Linked DNA regions of Arachis hypogaea: region 1 is linked to region 2. The links are chromatin contacts, called in public Hi-C maps. All regions are on one chromosome and are shown on one strand. Each heading gives the region's core, a stretch centred on a gene start, on an enhancer-like site or on the middle of the called end of the contact. The rest is flanking DNA. Distances are from core to core; before and after follow the strand shown.

What was found. A called contact is a pair of places that touch in the nucleus more often than the background predicts.
Region 1: a contact with region 2 is called in a Hi-C map of leaf, with 3 times the contacts expected there. The contact joins the promoter of LOC140176187 here to the promoter of LOC112722480 in region 2. A contact is called at or near these places in 3 of 8 Hi-C or Micro-C datasets (leaf and an unstated tissue).

The regions. Positions count from the first base shown.
Region 1 is chr11:123,821,749-123,829,226 of arahy.Tifrunner.gnm2.J5K5, reverse strand. LOC140176187 reads right to left here and starts at 5,627. Exons shown (of 2, transcript XM_072206087.1): 1 at 4,401-5,627; 2 at 2,707-4,167. The coding sequence starts at 5,627. The coding sequence ends at 2,707. LOC140176388 (a long non-coding RNA gene) reads left to right here and starts at 6,844. Exons shown (of 11, transcript XR_011867689.1): 1 at 6,844-7,247. It overlaps LOC140176188, which reads right to left and starts at 2,607. Exons shown (of 2, transcript XM_072206088.1): 1 at 2,416-2,607; 2 at 1,702-2,100. The coding sequence starts at 2,607. The coding sequence ends at 1,702.
Region 2 is chr11:123,681,759-123,689,374 of arahy.Tifrunner.gnm2.J5K5, reverse strand. LOC112722480 (transcription factor TCP15) reads left to right here and starts at 1,653. Exons shown (of 1, transcript XM_025773521.3): 1 at 1,653-3,884. The coding sequence starts at 2,124. The coding sequence ends at 3,443.

The DNA of each region.
Region 1 (7,478 bases), core at 4,378-6,877, 140 kb before region 2:
TAGAAAGGTTTCCCTTGTACTGATGTTCCGAGCCATGTCAGATCTTTGAGGCTACCGAGCGAAGTGAGGATGAAGACTGCCTTCTAGAGTTTCTGATTGAGTGTTTTGCTGATGGGGTGTGTTTATCGATCCCCGACCTTCTTCGTCTGCATGATGCAGGTGATAGTGAGAGTTTGAAAGCTTACATAGGTAATGATGGCTGATGTACTGTCTGTTGTGTATTTATTTTGTTTATTTGACTGTTCTTCCTTTTTCAGGTGGGCGAGCTCCTCTTCTCGATCCCTCTCGATTCCAATCTTTTTTGAAAAAGAAAAAGGAGAAGGATGCTGGGGTTTCTGGGGTTCTCAAGGATGGTGGTGGCGAGGCGGCTCAATCTACTGCCCATCCCGCATTGTCACCTAAGAGAAAGAGAGATGAAACGGATCAGTCTTTGGAGGTCATTTCCGAATGTGATAAGGATATTGCTAGAGGTGCTAGGTCTGCATTTGATCGGCAAAGGCGACTTCATGGGTTCATACCAGGGACGAGCACTCATTTTCTATGGAGTGACCAGTTCCCCATAGCCAAGCTCTCTGATAGGGTTTCTCAATACCCTGGCGATATGCTCATGACTCGCCGTATTGGAATGGAGGGAATGGGAAAGTTTATTCAGGTTAGTTTTTGTGTTTATTTATTCTGTTTCTTTTTGCCTTCTTGTGATACTGCCGTTGTTTATGTGTTCTTGTGTTGCTATTGATAGATTGTTGCTTCACGCTTGATGTGCATTGGTCGTACTACCAAATTGATCGGAGCTGAACAGCAGGCAAGTGCGGGGAAAGCTGCCGAGCTGGAGAAGTTGTTGAAGGATAAAGATACTGTAATGGAGAAGGATTTGAAGGAGAAGGACGAGGCTTTTGCGGATGTGACATTGAAGCTGAAGTTGTCTAAGGACGAGGTTAATCGTCTCAGGGATCAAATTCGGCTCCTCCAATCCGACATCGAAGATAGTAACTTGGCTAAAGGTCAGCTGACTTCCTGAGTTCACGAATTAGAGGAGTTGGGTATGGAAATGTTTGCCTCTGGTTTCGATCGGGCTGTTAGTCAGATTTCCACTTTGGCACCTAATTTTGATTGTGCTCGGATGGACGCGACAAAGGTCGTTATTGATGGGAAGTTGGTGGTGGATGGCACAGTGGAGGACCATGACGAGAACGACCCTCCTCCTTGAGTTGTTTTTTTTTTGTTTATATGTTTGGACATGTTTTGTTTGTAATGATGACTTGTTTTGTTTGTGGCCGAGTTATGGTCGGTTTGACATTTTGTGAATACTTGGTTCTTGTTTGGAATTAAGTTATGCGTTGACCGTGGTTAGGTCACTTTGATGATATAGTTATTGTGATAAAATGGTGTATTAAACAGTAGTGTAAGATAGGCGAACAAATAATCAGTTGCATTTGTTTGATTTGGGCGTCCGGCCTCATTAAAACCCTCCTTAGGTAAAAACCCATTTTGGGATAAAAAAATCCTTAAGGGGGAAAAAGAGTACCTTCATTCGCAAAAATGTGCAATTTTATGATCTGTACAACTTTAGTGAAGAGATGTTCCAATTCCCTGAAATTGGTTTTCCTTGTAACGTTTGTAGCTGGTAAGCCCCATTTCGAGCACTCTGGATACTCGGAATGGTCCCTCCCAGTTTACAGCGAGCTTTCCATGGGAGGGAGGTCATCTGGCTTCTTCTGTTCGTCTGAGGACTAAGTCGCCCTCCTCGAATGCCCTTGGCATCACTTTTTTATTGTGCCTTCTTTCTGCCAGTTGTTTCTGAGCTCTTTGTTTAATGGTGGCAATTTCTCGGTCCTCTTCTGTGAGATCAAGCTCGGCATTTCTTGCATTTATATTGTGTTGTTCGTCATATAGGTCGGCTCTTAGTGTGGGGACTCCGACCTCTACCGGGATTAAAGCTTCCGACCCATAGACTAGCTTGAAGGGTGTTTCGCCCATTGTTGTTTGTATTGTGGTGTTGTAACTCCATAATACTTCTGGTATTAGCTCCGCCCATTCCCCTTTTGCATTATCGAGCTTTTTCTTTATTGCCTGCAATATAACTCGGTCTGCAGCTTCGGCCTGCCCATTGGTTTGTGGGTGTTCGACCGAGCTAAAATGGTTGTGTATATTAAAATTTTTTAGAAATGAGCCGAGATTATTATCAGTAAATTGTCTACCATTGTCTGATATTATTTCTTTTGGTATTCCAAATCGGCATATGATATTTTTCCATATGAAAGATCGTACCTTTTCGGCTGTTATTTTTGTTAGAGGTTGTGCTTCTATCCATTTTGAGAAATAGTCTATTGATACTAAAAGAAATTTTACCTGACCTGGAGCTATTGAAAATGGGCCGAGAATGTCGAGCCCCTATCTGTGTAAGGGCCAGCTTACCTCCATGCTGTGCAATGCTTCGGCCGGTTTTGTAGAGATGGCTGCATGCTTTTGACATTTGTCACATGTCTTGACCTTTGTTATGCAATCTCTTTTCATGGTCGGCCAATAATATCCTGTTTGGACGATCTTTGCGGCGAGGGCCTGACCTCCGATGTGGTTCCCACAAACTCCCTCATGGACTTCGTCCATCACCTCTTGTGCCTCATCTTTGTTTAGGAATTTTAGCAATGGTTGTGAAAAACCGCGCTTGTATAGTTCTCCAGCTATGTTTGTGTAGAGGCTTGCTTTTCATCTGAAGTGTTGCGGGTTGAGCTCGTGTCTGGGAATGATACCTGCATTGATGTACTCAAGGAAATGTGTTCTCCAGTCTCGGAGGTGGTTAATGCTTGTTATAGATAATAGTTCAATGCTGGGTTTTTTAAGTGTTAGTTGTGATAATGCCGATGTTTGTGTGTCCGCCCTTGTGGCGGCAAGTTTGGATAATATGTCTGCTCTAACATTCTTTTCTCTATATACATGTAGAATAATAAATGAGCTGAACTTTGAGATGAGATCCTTTGCTATGAGCCAGTATCGCTCTAGCAAGGGATCTTTTACCTGAAATTCTCCTCGGATTTGTTGCACCACTAAGAGGGAATCACAGTGTGCTGTCAGGCTTTTTGCTTGGAAATTTAGGGCGAGCTTAAGTCCCGCTATGAGGGCCTCATATTCGGCCTGATTGTTGCTTTCCGGGAAGTGGAACTGGAGGGATTGCTCGGCCACCACTTTGTCCCCTTCTTTAAGGATTATCCCAGCTCCGCTTCCTCCTCGGCTGGACGCCCCGTCGACGTGTAATTCCCAAAATTTATTGTGCTCGTCCTGGGTTAGTTCTGAGACGAAGTCTGCAAGGATCTGTGCTTTTAATGCCGATCTTGGTTGAAATTGGATATCGAATTCCGAGAGCTCGATGGACCACTTGATCAGACGTCCGGCCAGTTCTGGTTTTGTTAGTATTTGTCTTAGTGGTTGGTTTGTCCTTACTATTATTGTGTGACTTTGGAAATAATGCCTTAGTCTTCTTGCCGTTATCACGAGTGCTAAAGCTAGCTGTTCTATCCTCAGATATTTTTGTTCCGTTGATTGCATGACTCTACTGACGAAGTACACCGGTTGTTGTGTTTTTCCTGTCTCAATGACCAGAGCTGATCTTATAGAATAATTAGAAACAGATATGTATAAGTATAAAGGTTTACCGACTTCCGGTCTTTGCAGCACGGGTGGTGATGATAGAATGGTTTTGAGTTCGGTGAACGCTTTCTCGCATTCTTTTGTCCATGGAAACCTTTTATTCTTTGATATTGTTTGGAAGAAATGATATGATCGGCTTGATGCTGTTGGCAAGAACCGAGATAGTGCCGCTACCTTTCCTGCTAGTTGTTGTACTTCTTTTATTGTTTTAAGGCTCGCCATGTTAAGTATTGCCTCACATTTCTCAGGGTTTGCTTCAATTCCTCGTGAGGTCAACATGAATCCAAGGAATTTGCCTCCTTGTACCCCGAAGGCACATTTCTCGGGGTTGAGTCTCATGTTGTTTGCTCGGATTTGTTCGAATACCTCCTTGAGGTCATCGCAGTGTGATTTTTCCCGTGTAGTTTTGGCGACCATATCGTCCACATAGATTCCATGTTCCGACCTATTTGATGGCGGAAAACTTTGTCCATCAGTCGTTGGTAGGTTGCGCCTGCATTCTTTAGGCCAAATGGCATTACTCTATAACAAAAATTTCCATGCTCGGTTATAAATGCTGTTTTGCTTTGGTCTTCTGGATGCATAAGGATCTGGTTGTAGCCAGAGTATGCATCCATGAAGCTCAAGCTTTTGAAACATGATGCATTATCTACGAGTTTATCAATGCAAGGTAAAGGATAAGCATCTTTAGGGCATGCCTTATTTAAATCTGTAAAGTCGACGCACATGCGCCATTTACCTGAGTTTTTTCTTACCATTACCACGTTCAAGAGCCATGTGGTGAATCTAATTTCTCTGATGAAATTAGCTTTAAGAAGTTTTCCAGTTTCTTCTAGGGTTGCCTTTGACTTTTCGGCTCCAAGATTCCTTTTCTTTTGAGCTATGGGTCGGCTGGTTCTGTCCGTGGCGAGCTTGTGGCAGATGATGTTTGGGTCTATACCTGGCATGTCTACTGGGGTCCAGGCAAATAAGTCAGCATTGTCTTGTAGTACTTTTATGAGCTCCGATCTTTCTTTTCCTTGTAGTGCCTGACTGATGTATGTGACATGCTCCGGTTTCGACGTCAGCGGGACCTTCATGAGCTCGTCCGCTGGCTGAGGTCTTTCTTGGGTGTCTTCTCTGGGGTCAAGCTCTGCTAGGGACAATACCTCGTTTGTGCTATGAATTGCTTTGACCTCTTGTTGGAACTCATGTCTTGCGATCGACCTTTTCAGGCTTGCGTTATAGCACTGCCGAGCTTGTTGGCGATTTGAGTGGAGTGTAGCTATTCTACCGTCCTGTGCCTGAAATTTAACACATAGATAAAAAGTGGATACTACTGCCCTGAACATGTTCAGAGCAGGTCTTCCGAGAATGATATTGTAAGGGCTTGGGCAGTCAACTACCAGATATTGCATATCAATGGTTCGTGACAATGAGCCCTCTCCCATCATTGTCTTTAACCATATGTATCCTTTAATTGGGACCCTTTCTCCAGAGAATCCTACCAGTTCTCCAGATGAAGGTTGCATGAGTTTTTCTGATAATTTCATTTTTAGGAAAGTAGAGTAAAAAAGAACATCTGCACTGCTACCTGAGTCCAAAATGACTTTTCTTACCAGTAATTCGCCTGTTTGGATGGAAATTACCACTGGGTCATCCAGGTTTGGTGCCGCCGAGCATATATCTTCCTGGCTAAAAGTGATATTGAGGTCGGGCGCACTTTTGGTGTTTTGTGGTGTTGTACCTTCGAATGCCAACATTGCGTGGTAGCTTCGTTTTCGCGCCGACGTTGTCTCGCCTCCCCTGGCGAATCTTCCGGATATGCAGTTTATGATGCTTTTGGGTGGAGCGTTGTTCGACCATTTGTTGTCCTCCTTATGCCCCGGAGCTTGATGACGCTCTTCTCGGTCCTTGTTACCCTCTTTGTGCTTTCTCCCTTTGATGTATTTGTCGAGGAGGCCTTGCCAAGCTAGTCTTTCTAGTAGATCTTTAGCTATCATGCACTCATCAGTTGTATGTCCATACTTCTGATGGAAAGTGCAGTGTTTGCTTTTGTCGATGAAGCGCTGATCTTGGTAGTTTCCTGCCCTTGCTGGAGGTTTTATGATCTTAGCACTGAGGATTTCTTTAATTATCTTTTCCTCTTTGTGTTGAATTCGGTGTAATTGTCAAATTTTAGGGTCAGTCTGAAGGGCTTTCTGGAGTCTTTGATATTTGCCGACCTTGTGGCTCTGTCATCCTCTCTGTTTAGTTGTTTTCTCTCTGTTCTTTCGGCTTCACGGAGCTCTTCAATCTTCATCTGTCCTGCTGCCCTTTCTCGAAATTCTTCGAGTGTCTTTGGCTTAGTTACCACGATTGTTTCTCTGAATTTTCCAGGTCTGAGTCCGGCTTTCAGGGCATGCAGGTGGACAGCGGGATCCAGGTCGGGTATCTCCATTGTTGCTTCTGCAAATCTGGTCAGGTAGTCTTTCAAGCTTTCCTGGGGACCTTGGCGGATGGTGCCGAGGTAGTCCGATCCGTGTACATATATCCGTGCTGCAGCGAAGTAGTCTATGAAAGATTTTGCCAATTCCTCAAAGGAAGAGATTGATCCTGCAGGTAATTTTAAAAACCAAAGTAGAGCAGCGCCGTCAAGGTAAGTAGGGAAAGCTCTGCAAAGAACAGGTTCGTTATTAGGGCCATTAAAGAACATCATAGATTGAAATTTCTTAATATGAGCCCGGGGGTCACCAATCCCCCTATACGGCTTGAGTGAGGAAGGTAGTGTGAAATGTTTTGGCATCTGGTAATTGGTGATCTCTTCGGAGAATGGGTTGTCCAATGTCAGTTTCTCCTTTGGTGGGTCGACACTTAGTAGGTCTGCGTTGCCTTTTCCTTTGCTTCCATTCTCTTCACATTTACTAGCGTTCACTACTAGAAAACTAATTATTACAGACGGATATTTCCGACAGATTTTATCCCACTGAAATACAGACGAAATTTCAGAGGGATTTTCTTGTCAGAAAACAAAAAAAAATAAATTAGCATAAATTACAGACGGAAAAGAAAATCCGTCTATAATTCTGTCGGAAAATTAATTTTTTTTCGTGGAATGATTACAGACGAATTTACAGACGGATTTTCCGTCTGTAATTAAATAGACAAAATGCACGTTTTATTAAATTATTACAGACAGAAAATCCGTCTGTAATTTAAATTAAATCCGTCGAAAATATTGAAAACCCTAATTTTATCACCTCCCATTCACACTCCATTCACACTCTATTTGAACTCTTTGCCCACATCCTTCGAACTCTTTGCCCTGCAGCCCGCCGCCCACAGCCACCGCAGACTCTGCCGCCACTGCAGCCACGCAGCCCCCGCATCAGCCCTCGCAGCTCCCCGCAACCCCCACAACCTCGCAGCCCCGCAGCGGCGCAGCCACCGCAGCCCCTACACAGACACAGCCTCCACCGCCACCGTAGAAGATCTGTCGCCGTCGTAGGAAGCTGTGTTACCGTGATTGGAAGCTCCCTCGCCGTCGTTTGGAAGCTCGTTGGCCGTCTTCTCTGTTCGAGCGCTCTCCTTCTCTCTCTGTGTCGCCGTTGTGTTTCTGCCACTGCCCTTCTTCCTCGCCACCGGTGAGTAAATGCTATTTTTCTCTAGTGTTGTGAACAGCTCCTTTTTCTCCACTGTTGGATTTGGAGTATATGTATGCTTATTACTGAGTGAATCACATTGAAAGTGTAATGCACAGTTAGTGCTTGACAAAATGCCTAGCTGGGTTTTGCTGTTCATTTTGATCATGCTTAGGTGTGTTTATGTGTGCTTATATGGTTTCATGGTTTATGTGTCTTTCAAAGCAATTATTA
Region 2 (7,616 bases), core at 404-2,903:
AATTTTTAAAAATAAAATATTCAAAATTCAAAATTTAATTAAAAATATTTAAAATTTAAACTTAATAAAAATTCATCTTTATTGAATTTCGTATTAGATTTATTTGCAACTTATTATACTGTTAGCTAAAATTAACTATTATAGTGTTAATTTTCCAGTATTATTTTTTTTATTTCTTAGTTTAATATGTTTAAAATTTTTAGAATAGATTAAGTAATATAATATTATTATATTACATGCATGTATGTCACATAAAGTCCAGGCTAAGTGTCAATTTAATGTTGCTTTTGTGGTCAATGGCAAGTTCTAAAACAAGAAAGAATAGGGTGTTCATAAATGCAAAGAAAAGGAAATTGGGAATGGTATAATTGTATTTGTATTTGTATTTGTATGTGTGTGTGGAGATTGGTGATGGATGACATGATCAGAATAGAGGAAAAGAAAAGAAAGCACTCAATTATAAGAGTGTGTATGTCAGCCTCAACTCTCCAATTGAATGAACAAAATAAAACCTCACCACTTATGAAATGAGTTTCTAGCAAGCTACATATCCAATAGTAGTAGAGTTGTTGAAATAGACCTCCCAATATATACAGCATAATATAGTGACTGCTTGTTCTCTCTGAAACTTTACAAGGATTTAGATCCCATTTCCATGTGCCACTTGGTGGTCCTAATTCTAAAGAAGATAATCTTATATAGATTTTTTTTTCTTTTGTGTTACTCCAAAAAACTCCATTCTCAATTGTATATGTTGTCTTTTTCTCTCCCCTTAAATGTGTTTCAATGATTCCGATCCTAATGGTAGCAAAGGATGTTATTTGTTTTGTTTGATTTCATTTCAAGTTCAATTGAGAAAGCGGAATTCATAATATGTGCACATCACATGCAAGTAGTAGAGAGACATGCATGCCTGCTATTATTATATTAATGTGTTTGATTATAATTATATATATATAAAAAATAAACATGCCTAGCTATAAGCATGAACCCAAATTTAGATAATTAATCCTCCTAAATGAGTAGCCCCATATAGCTAGCAGCTTCTTGCTTGGCCCAACACACACACACAAATAATTTGTAAGCATTAGAAATAATAATGAATGATGATTATTATTTATGATACGTGTGTTAATGATAGCTATGTTAGATTATTAGGTTGAAGGGAGGGAGGGGTGGTTAATTTGTGTGTAATTGAAAGAAGAATGAAGAAAAAAGAAGGGTTGGAAATGCAAAATGCAAAGGGGAATTGAGGAATCCCAAAGTTGAAGGGGAAAAGGGGAAAGGGGCCTAAGGCAAAGGGCAAAGGGCAAAGGCAAAACGAAATGATTACTTGAATGGGAAGGGACCCACCTTGATAATTTTTCCTTTACAGGTCTTTCAATTTTTTGACTTGGGATCGGGTCCCACATCGGCCACCATTGTCTTTATGGATTGAATCGTAAAAAGAGCACCTCACGTGGATCTCTGAACCCATACACTTACACAACAATTCATTTAACTCTATTTTTCCAATTCAAGTTTAGCTGTAGCTTATCATTATCAATATTCAATAAACCAAACCATCAAAAAGAAAAAATTCTACATAATATCCATACATATGTTTATGTTTCTTTGTTTATTTAATTAATTAAAATTTAAAAAGCTCTCTCAAACACAGCACATACATACATACATACAGTACAACACATGAAGGAAAGAAAGCAAATTGGAAAAATAAAAAATATCATGCTTTTTAAAGCTCACCAATATAATTCCCACTCATTATCTTTGTTGCTTAAAGCTCTTCCCCTCCCACCTCTCCTCTCTCTCTCTCTCTCTCTCACTCATCAATTTCAAAGCAAATAAAATTCCTTGCCCTATATACAAAGAAACCAAACCAAACCAAACATAAACTATACACAGTTTACACAATCCTCTCTTCACAAAGACCCACCACATATATAGATTATTAACTACAAAACTCACTCATTTCACTCTCTTTCAAAAAAAGAAAAAAGAAAAAAAACTTCAGCAACATCAACACACACAATAAACTCAACACACTTATAAACTCAACTGACCCAAGCTTTTATTATTATTTTTTTTCATTTTATTTTCTTTTTTGGACTCTTCATGCGATCATGGAGGGAGGTGATGACTTCCACCACCATCACCATCATCACCAACACCACCACCACCGACAGAACTTCCCCTTCCAACTTCTAGAGAAGAAAGAAGATCAAGAAGCAGCGTCATGCTCAACTTCCTCCCCTTACCCTTCCCTAGCTATCTCATCTGCAGAACCATCCACTTCGAATTCAAACCGATCGAATCCAAACAGCAACACTGCAAACAACAACAATAACAACAGCAACAACAACCAATTAGCCTTACAACAAGAACAGCAAATACAGCCTTCTTTATCCTCTGAACCTTCTGGAAAGAAGCCTCCTCCTAAGCGGACATCCACCAAGGACCGCCATACAAAAGTTGACGGCCGTGGCCGCCGCATCCGAATGCCAGCTCTCTGTGCAGCCAGGGTGTTCCAGCTGACACGAGAGCTCGGCCACAAGTCCGATGGCGAGACCATCGAGTGGCTCCTCCAGCAGGCGGAGCCAGCCGTGATCGCCGCCACCGGAACCGGAACAATCCCCGCAAACTTCACGTCCCTCAACATCTCCCTCCGCAGCAGCGGTTCCTCCATGTCCGTACCATCCCAGCTCCGATCCTCATACTTCAGCCCTAACTTCCCCCTCCAAAACCGCCGAACCTTGTTCCCCGGAATAACCCTCTCGTCCGACACCACCACCGCCAGTAACAACAACAACAACAGCAACAACAACACCACCACTCTCCTTAACTTCCAACAGCAACAGCAAACCCTAACCGCAAATATTTTCAAGCAAGAACTGAGAGAGAGCCATGGCGCTCCCTCTTCTTCTTCCACGTTGGATTTATCTGAAACAAGCGCGGAAGAAGGTTCGCTAGGGAGAAAGAGAAGGCCGCCATCGGAACACGACCTATCTTCTTCAGCACAGCACCAAATGGGAAGCTACCTGCTGCAATCAAGCGCAGGCGCGATTCAGGCGAGCCACGCAGCTCAGATTCCGGCCAACATATGGATGGTGGCGAATTCCCAAAATGCCCCTCAGGTTATGAGCGGTGACCCTATATGGACGTTTCCAACGCAGGTTAGTAACAGTGGGTTGTACCGTGGAACCGTTTCCAGTGGTTTGCACTTTATGAACTTCCCTACTCCTATGGCTTTGTTGCCGAGTCAGCAATTAGGTTCTTCCGGTGGCGGAGGCAGTGTCAACGAAAGCCATTTGAATATGATCGCCGGTCTCGGCAGTTACCGTCCGGTCATCGGAGTTTCAGAATCGTCTCAGGCCAGTGGCTCTCATCAACATCATCGAGATGGAACCGATGATCGACACGATAGTACCAGCCACCACTCTTGATTATACTGATCATCATCATCGAATAATAATTCAAAGGATCTTGAAGCTGTGAATTCCATTCATCTTCGTCGTCATCGTGTACAACTTTGAATGATCCATTTGATGTGTTTTTTTTAACACACGTGAGAGAGGTTTGCTATTTGATCTTTCAATTTCTTTCTTCCCAAAATTGAGTTTTATTTATTTAATTTTCCACAAGTTAAATTTTTTTTCTGGTGTGGTTAAAATATGATCCCAAGAGATGATGAATGAGGGTTTTTAGGGTTTGAGAGATGATGATACTATTTAACATTTGGGTATTTGGCTGAATGTTTTTAATTTTAATTTTTTTCCCCTCTTATTTCAATTTTTTTTTTACTTGTGGTTAAAAAAAATTATTGTCTCCTTTCCTTTGAGTTATTCATTCCACTACACGATATCTTATCATCATTGTTTGTGCAATTCTCTTTTCTTCTTTTTCTATTTTATCTTTCTTGTCATAGAGCCTTTTATAATTGCTTTTGTAATTTTATGCTTTTTATGTTTGAAGATGATGAGAGGAAAACGACTCATTTAATTAGCTTAGCTTGCATTCCCATTCCACCATACCCCTCGCCATTGCTAAGTTTCCTACCTAACAACATTTTAATTTTCTTCTTAAATAATTATATAATACACTGCTGCTAATTAATTACCCTTCTGCCTAATTTTAAACACAACAATAATATTGCTATTGCAAATGCACATTTGTTTTTAAAATATTAGAAAACATACCCACTTAGAGTATATACTAATCTAGAAGTAATTAAGTATGTATGTATTATTTTACTTAGAACTGAATTTCACTATGAAAGATTCAAGTAGTTTTGTTTGGTCGTGCATTCTTTCTTTTTGGGCCACAAAGCCTGGTGGAGTGGGTAAAAGGGATAAAACAGTGTTACCGCGAGAGGAGTAAAAAAATGTAGATGTAGATGTAGATGTAGAAGTAGCAGTATTAAAAATTAGAATGCTTTTTGATCATTGGTGATTCTAAATCTCTGCCATGAATCTCGAGGTTTACTGCATCAATGATTAAGATTTTAGAGAAAAGAGGGGGAGAGGGAGGGGTTAATAGGACGGTGGGGTCATGAGCCTTATCGGTTCCAGGTGTTGCCTCAGGTAGTGGGGTCATTATGCTTCTTATTGCCTAAACCAATCTACAATGTCACTGACAAACAGGTGGATCATTCCCCTCCAATCTTTTCTTTCTCTTTTTCTCTCTTTTTAATTCAATTTAATCATTTCCTTAATTTCTATTATGTATAACTTGGATTAAGTTAATTAGTTTTTTATGAGAGAGAGTCTTAAATTGACCCTACTACTGGGGGAATCATGGCCCACATAATTTTCCATCAATCAGGACCGTTCATTCGATGGGCCCTCTTTGAATGTCCGCATTGAATGATTGGCTCTGTCACAAAAATGTGGAATCTGAGAGTTTCAATTCCATGGCCCTTTCAATTCAATTCCCCTCTATTTGTTTTAAAAATTACTGTTTCTCTATCTTCCTTCAAATTGTTTTCAACATTTTCATGCTACTTTGCCCAATCAGTACTATGCATATGCACAACTATTATTTTATATTTTCACTCACATATTTGGAATCTAATGATATCTCCATCCTCATCTCTAAAATAATAGGAGGAGAGAAAAAGCAGGCTTATTAGGATATTCTCTCCACTATAAAATTTTGTTCTGCACAATAATAATATGATTCGGGAGAAGCCAGCTTTAGTTTATTTATATTATTATGATGATCATGTAGCTATAGCACCAGTGTAAAGCAGATCAAAATTATATATATTTATGCTTCTTAATAAAAAAAATTATACAAAAGTCTATATATTTTTAATATATAATGTGTGAGTTGATGAGATTATGGGAATATATACATAACTTGAGTGAGGTTCCAATAATTATGGTACAAAAACACTGAAACAGTTACAACCTGGTGATAATGATGATGATGATAATGCTGAAAATGGTTCTCACCTAATGCTAATAACTAGGGCTTTAATATAGAAACAAATCATGAACTACTACCAGAACTGAATTAGTTAGCGTTAGTTTAATTTATCCTACTGTGCTAGCTTGTTTCTATAAACAATTAAGAGATACAGCTGAAGTGTTGTTCATTATTATTATTATTATTCTAAGAAAGTGTCAAGATTTTGAATGCTGCTTTATGTATATGATAATTTATTGACTAATAACAAATTTTTAGATAAACTTTTAATTTACGATGAATTATATAGTCCTTATCCAGTCAGAAGGTGGGATCAAAATCAAAGAAAGATTGTGTTATGTTTAATAGTATGGTAAATTGGTAATAGAAAATTAAACCTAATATATTTAGATTTTTGAGGTTACTTTTGCGATAGAATTTTCTGACAAGTGCGCACATATTGCGCTGCAAAAGTTAAATGCTTTGTCTCGAGAAAACAAGCTGATCAAAGATTTGATGTTTGCTAACAGATCATGCACTTCCATCTTCACCGTACCATTATATTCAATCGTTATTAGCTTCCAATCTCATGCATATTAGGGTTTTAAATTGAGGTCTAATATTATTGGTTCATATAACATAATATTATTGTTTCTCACGGTATCTTTTAACTCAGACAAATAAAATTCAAACTCTTGATACTTAGTGAATTAATTACTACACTAATTTAAATTGGTTAATGTAATTATATTATTATAGTTGGAAATCGGAAGAGTTCAATCATCTTATGTATCTTAACTTATAAATACAAAAAACAATTCATCACACACTGTAACAACAATTTCAATAGAAAAAAACAATGTTGTAATGATCATTCTACACACCCAATATACTCCATACATATATTTAGTTAAACAAAACATTTACCATATGTTTGTTACATATTTTGGAAGAAAGGTGAAAAGGGGAATGCAAAGAAGCCTGTCTGGTGGAGAAGAGAAATAGATAATAATATATATAATTTGCATGTAGAAATTAAAGGAGCAGCGTAAAATTAACCATATAACTAGTGTACTATTCTCTTTTCATTAAAATATACATAGAATAAAATGGCATGTCAGCATTATTTATTTATTTTTTCTTCTTATAAAAAACAAGAATCAAAATTATCTTCCGGCCTGGAGAGGGTTTTCTATTTAAGGTTATTACAAGTTAATAACATTTGACGCTTGAATATATAGCTTGTTTTTCATTTTGAGAAATAATATCATATATATGTCTCTGTGTGTTTTCGGTGATGAATTGTGTATATGTACAATTTTGTATTTCTTTTTACTTCAGTGAAAGTTTTTAAGAAGTCAATGTTGCTACTCTTTATTTTTGATATGTCAATCCCTAGTTTACGTAAAAGCTTATTCCTTACTTAAATTTATAAGAAAAAAAATGAAGCCGTTTCTTTTATAGTGATAGTATAGATATTTTTATAAAAACAGTTAGTGCCATTAGAGACGCATATGCACTACTTACTTAGATCAAGGTCACTAGTGCTTATTGATATGCAGAATCCTCCTATACCTAATGCACGTGATTATATATTCAATAATATAGTATGGATTAAGTGTATATATGTATCTAGTAGCCGTTGATCGTGCACTCTTAATTAATCATCCACCTAAATTTTTCTGAGAAGAGACCATGCTCCCAATTTTACATGAAGAATGATATACAAGAGAATTTTTAATGATTTACATCCAAATCATTTTATGAAAAGATGTAAAATGAAATTATTTTAAAGATTATTTGTGAATTAATAGACATTAATGTAACTAATAATTCACCAATTTTCTTATTCATTGTATATAATATTAATAAAGGTACCATTAGTAAAGATGATAAATAGATAACATACCCTTATATTCTAAGATTTTCATATTTTGACACATCGAAGTTTGAAAGTTTAAACATTATTTAAAAGTTTAATGCTTAGAAGGCTGCACTAGTTTTCTTATTCAAAATTTAAACATTATAGTCAATACTAATAAAAAAAGGTTTGGATAAGTGTTGGGTAAAAATTAAAAAGTTTTGTGAGTTAATATTATAGTCAATACTAATATAAGAGGAAAAAATCTAAAACTTTTAAAAATAAAAATATTTGAAATTTAATTAAAAAGATATTTAAAATTTAAAGTAAAAAAAAATTATTTTTAATA